Linked DNA regions of Rattus norvegicus: region 2 is linked to region 1. The links are chromatin contacts, called in public Hi-C maps. All regions are on one chromosome and are shown on one strand. Each heading gives the region's core, a stretch centred on a gene start, on an enhancer-like site or on the middle of the called end of the contact. The rest is flanking DNA. Distances are from core to core; before and after follow the strand shown.

Region 1 (2,700 bases), core at 185-2,684:
TTTGGGCCCTTGCAGATCTCTCTGGGGAGGACTGTGAAGGACATATTCAAGTTCATGGTTCTCTTCATCATGGTGTTCCTGGCTTTCATGATTGGCATGTTCATACTTTACTCCTACTACCTTGGGGCCAAAGTAAACCCTGCTTTTACCACGTAAGTAAGACGTCATCCTAGAAAGGTATAGAAAGAACTTCTAAGGGGTCCAGCAAGTGCAGACTGTCAGCTGGAAACAAAGCCATTCTCAGGAGCAGTAAAACAATCCCATGAAGTCAGTGTCTGTAGCTGGTCATGCAGGTCATACTGGACCAAAATGGCTATTTTAAGAAAATTGGATGGCAAATGTCTAAAAGGGGACAACTCTGACATTATATATAACTCTAAATTTAGCATCATCATTTTGAAGTCTGTATTACTTTTCTAGTTTCCATGTTAATGTTTTCATCAGTAGTGAGTACAAGGATTCAAGTATCAGGACAGCTCCTGAGAAGACAAGGCTAACCCCAACCCTCCCTGAAGAGTCTGGTCCTTCCTGAAGCCTTCCTTGATTAATCCCCACAGTCACTTTCACTGTTAGGTTTCCCTGCTGCTATAGAGCTACCCCAGCTGTGAGATCATCATTCTCACCCCTGGGTGGCTGGTTGTCATGGGGATGGGGCTCTCCCTGTAGGCAAGGGTATCCTGAATCTTGCCACCTTCCTTTTGCTCCCATATTGCCACATCTGCACACCAGCAACACAGTACGTTCCCTGGAGGTAAAGTACAGAATCATGTCCTTGGAAACACATGAATCGTCCTAAAGTAACCCTTAAATAGCTATTGTTGAGCAGGTCTTAAAGGTAAAGGAGGCCAGAGGTTCATTTTATTGTAATAAATGATGACAACAGCAAAAATATCCTATGACTCCAATGGAGAGTGACCAGGACCCTGCACAGGGCCCCTGTTCCCTTCCTCACAGCAGTTCACATGGTACATTACTGTTACCTCATCTTTTTTGAAGGGAGACCTGGCCACACCACGTAGTAGCCGAGAGTATCGCTGGGAAGTCTGTCAGGCCCAGGTTTTAACACAGTTCTGCTATTTTCTTTTTCTTTTTCTTTTTTCTTTTTTTTTTTTCTTTTTTCTTCTTCTTTTTTTTTTTTTTTTTCAGAGCTGGGGACCGAACCCAGGGCCTTGCACTTGCTAGGCAAGCGCTCTACCACTGAGCTAAATCCCCAACCCCAGTTCTGCTATTTTCTAACTGCGCCCTTTGGTTAAATTACTGAACATTTTTCCCGTGTCATTTTTTCTCATTTTTAAAATAAGCACGACAGATTTTTAAATAAGGTCGTCGGGAGGATTACGTAAGGCTAGTTACGTAAAGCCTCTTGCCCACAGTAGGAGCTGCGGTGTCCTTTCCATTCCAACTCCCGCGGTTCCCACACACGCCCGGCCCACAGATGCTGCAGAGAAGTTTGCGAGGCTCAATGGCTCCAGAGGATGGGGCGGGGTGGCCCCGTGACAGGTTGAGTAAATGCAGAAATGGAGGCTAGCTAGCGTGCTCAGTCTCCTGCCTCCACATCCACTTCACACTCTGAGGTTTTGTGACAGGGAATCAACCTCCCCCCGACTCCCCATCCTCAACCCTTTGTCCCCAGGAACTAACAACATTTCTAGAACATACCAGTTGTTCCAGCGTCACTGGCTGAGTGGTTAAATGAATAAGTGAGTAAATGAGTGTTTAAGCCTGCAGGTCTAAAGGCTTCATTGTTGTTTAGAATTTGTTAAAAATATTTTAAAGTGGGGTTGGGGATTTAGCTCAGTGGTAGAGCGCTTGCCTAGCAAGCGCAAGGCCCTGGGTTCGGTCCCCCGCTCCGAAAAATAGAAAAGAAAAAAATATTTTAAAGTATTGTTTTCCTAAATCATTTTCTTCGGGGGAAAAAAAGACTATTTTCCATCTGTACTTCACAGCGTTCTTGGGTGGCGACAGTTGAAGGTTCTTTATTCAGCCACAGATGTGAAGATCCTGTGACGAAATGGCTAAATGCTCGCAGGTAGAAGTTGTACAAGAGATGGAACTTGATGCTTAGTCTACTGTGTGCCACGAGGACCGGGGCTCCCATGCCATTGTCCCCCACCCATGTCTCTTGCAGATGAGCATTGTTTCCATGGAGGGGGCACAGCTGGCTTTCAGAACCTTTACCCCACACCCAACCAACCATGGATCAAAATATTCTTTAAAAAAAGAATGTGTCTCTTTGGAGCGTGCACATCCTTTCCCTGCCGCTGTTCCCCAAACGCTCCGGTGTAGTGATCATTTGCATGGCTTAGTATTAGGTTCGCTGTTTTAAGTAACTAAGAGGTGGTCTAAATACTGCAGGAAGTCATCCACTGGTATCCTGGAAATACAGCGCCATTTCTGTGGGACTCCCTTGCACATTCTCAGATGCTGGTGGCCATGAGGACCTTGGAGTTAATTCTCCACAGACAACATGGCTGCCTGTGGATTCTTGTGGTCAGAATTCAAGCATTGGGTGGGGTATTTAGATAGAGTGAAAAGCCTCTCCTTCACATCCTGACCCTCGGTCTATGAGCTGGTTTTCATTCTCAGAAACCACGGTTTCCTTCAAATACTTCCAGAGATTTTTTTCCCCCCAAAAAAGAATATAAATATCCAGATCGCCCTCCCTTTTGTATTCAGATGACTAAGTACTTCACAGCTCCT
Region 2 (2,783 bases), core at 176-2,675, 43 kb before region 1:
TCCACGAAGCACAGCAGCCACTAAATAGTGTTAGAAGTGAAGAAACTATTTCTGTCATTCTTCCAGGATACATTGTAGATGCCATCTGCCCGACTGAAGTGACTGAAGTAACAGAACGTCTTGAATACTCTGGGTCTGAGGGGAGCTTCCCTGGTACCTGCTTACCTGGGGGCAATCCACTCAGTCTGTCTAAGCTGTTAGCACCCACATCTGTAAGAGGCATCCATGCTGGTGAATAACTCAGAGATGGAGGCATACAGGCATGTGGCTTGGGTTCCATTCCCAGCTTCCCGAACAAACAAATATGGTTAAAATAACAAGATACCTAGGATTCTCTGGTCCCAAAAATTCCCATTCATCATCCCAGAAATTTGAACAGCCTTGAATTTTAAAGTGCATTCCTTTAAGTTTTAAAAATCATTGTGTGTGGGGGAGAGGGTGTTTCCAGTCCCCACACCCTCTTTAAAGTCTGCTGTGGTGGCACAAGCTGGGGAGGTAGAGATAAACAGATTTGTGGCTTCCTGACCCTCAACCAAGCCTGTCCTAATCCAGAAGTCTGAGGTCTATGTGAGAGATTCTGTTTCAAAAACCAAGGTAGATGACCCTATGGAAGGATACCAGAATTTAACCTCTGACCTCACAGACCCCAGCACACATATGTGCACCTGCCGCTGTAATTTAGGGAGGCTGGGACCAAAGGATTGCTGTGAGGCATGGTGTGGACCAGCTTGTGCCAGATACTGACTTCCATACCATCCTGGGCCACAGAGTGAGACCTTGTCTCAAAAAACAAAAAAACAGGGGTTGGGGATTTAGCTCAGTGGTAGAGCACTTGCCTAGCAAGCACAAGGCCCTGGGTTCGGTCCCCAGCTCCGAACAAAAAAAGAAAGAAAGAAAAAGAAAAAAAAAACAACTACAATTTTCTCCCTCGAAAATGCTTCTTGAAAAATACAGAGCTCGAATTAGCCTCCCACACCTTTAGAAATTGACCCGCTGTGAGGCACAGGGACCCAGGAACCGCACTTAAACTCCCCCCCCCCCCCCCCCGTGGATTCTGCTAAGCCAGACAACAAGGAACAGGCAAGGCTTTGCTTTGGTGATCTGAATAGCTGAGCATGCATTAAAAAAACAAAAAACAAAAAACTAACAAGTGGAGGATTCCTTTCCCTTCGCTAGTACACTTGTGTCTACAGATGCAAGAGGGGTCTGGATCTCTGGTAAAAAGGAGGAAAGGAGGGTGGAGAGAAGTTTCTGCTGTTTCTCAGCTCCCCACCTGCTGGTCTGTCTGATTCCTGCGCAGCGCTGTCTGCGAGGGACTGGTCTCCCCTCCTCCCATCCCTCCTCCCTCCTCCCTCCTCCCTCCTCCCTCCTCCCTCTCCTCGCAGGGAAACCGCGCCGTCTCGCCGCGATGCTGTCGGACCGGCAGACCACGCACAGCCGGCATCGCGGCCGCGGACCCCGAGCTCCGCTGCAGGTCGCGCGCTCGGCCCGGGCGGCCCCGGCGCCGCGGCCCGGGTGCTTGACTCAGAGCGGCTGGGCTGCTGACTGCGGGCGGCAAGGAGCTCGGCCGCTATGTCCACCAAGGTCAAGAAGTGCCGGGAGCCCGCGAGGGTGACCTTGCCCGCGCCGGAGGAGGAGGATGGCGAGGCCGAGGGAGCCGAGCCGCAGCGCCGCCGCCGGGGCTGGAGGGGCGTCAACGGCGGGCTGGAGCCGCCCTGCCCGCGCGCGCCGCCGTCCCCGGGGCCCGACGCGTGAGTACCGGAGCGCGGCCGAGCGGGGTGGGTGGGACCGGGACCGGGATCGGGACCAGCTAAGCGCGGCGGCTCTCCTCTTCCCAGGAGGATTCAGGCTCCGCACCCGGGTCCTGCTGAGCCGGGCCCAGCCGGGCTCATGAGCACGCACTGCCCGCGGACCATCACCGACGGCGGGGCTCGGGGAGAGATAGCGAGGCCACCAGGGCTAGGATCTCCGGACTCGAACCGGGAGCTGCTGGGAGGTCGTGGGCTGTGACTGTGTGCACAGGACCCGCCGCTGCTCTGCGCCTCTCCGGCTTGCCAGGGTGGAGGACAGGGAGCGGAGCTCGGCGTGGCACAGCGCGGTGCGGAGTGCAGAGTCGGACGAAGGCGTCCCTCACGTGCGTGCTCACATCCAAACCCCAGGGCAGCGGCTCTCACAGTCACTTAGGGTCAACTTGGGCTATGGGGTCCCAGAAAGCTCAGAGCTAGTGACTCCCCTGCCCCTCCTTCCCTCCAGTTCTGACTTTTTCCTTCGCCACATCTCTGCTTGCTTCTCTTTTCCTCTCTGCAAAAGTAGTAGTTAACAAGCAAATGATTGAGAAAAGAACCTGTTCATTCCAACAATACAGCGCCCGGCCAGCTTCCAGAGGCAAAGATGCAGAGGGCGCTGCTCTACTCTCCTCGGCGGAGCGCTGCACATGCGGGAAGAGTGTTTGAGTGGAAGGGGTTCAGGCGTGGGAACCCTGGTGTCAGTCGTGGCTCCTCTGCCAGAGGGCAGGTGGCTTTCCTGTCGGGGGACAGGCTCTGCAGCGCCGCCTGCTGCCAGAAGTCTGTCCGCTTGCCGGGTCCGCGGTTTGGGGAGGTTGGATGGTGGAGGCCAGGCCAGGCTGGATTTAACCAGCTGGTAGGGACCGGAACCTAAACAGCAATGAGTGACAGGGAGCAGATCATTCAGGAAGGGTCCTGATTTAAAATCAGCTACGCCTCTGGGAGGAAGTCAGTAACTGGTGAAAGAGCATACCATAGAAATGGTCCAGGAAATAGAGA

What was found. A called contact is a pair of places that touch in the nucleus more often than the background predicts.
Region 2: a Hi-C map of frontal cortex shows a contact between it and region 1, with 1.6 times the contacts expected there. The contact joins the promoter of Trpc3 here to the enhancer-like site in region 1. A contact is called at or near these places in 2 of 12 Hi-C or Micro-C datasets (Schwann cells and frontal cortex).

What each region holds. Positions count from the first base shown.
Region 1 is chr2:121,431,710-121,434,409 of GRCr8, reverse strand. Trpc3 (transient receptor potential cation channel, subfamily C, member 3) reads left to right here. Exons shown (of 12, transcript NM_001415005.1): 7 at 1-152. Among named protein-coding and RNA genes, the nearest start is that of Bbs7, 31 kb to the right of the region's middle. Within about 2 kb of position 1,434, at least 15 of the 93 cell types and tissues checked have an H3K27ac peak or open chromatin away from gene starts, as enhancers often do.
Region 2 is chr2:121,474,465-121,477,247 of GRCr8, reverse strand. It overlaps Trpc3 (transient receptor potential cation channel, subfamily C, member 3), which reads left to right and starts at 1,425. Exons shown (of 12, transcript NM_001415005.1): 1 at 1,425-1,751. The coding sequence starts at 1,573.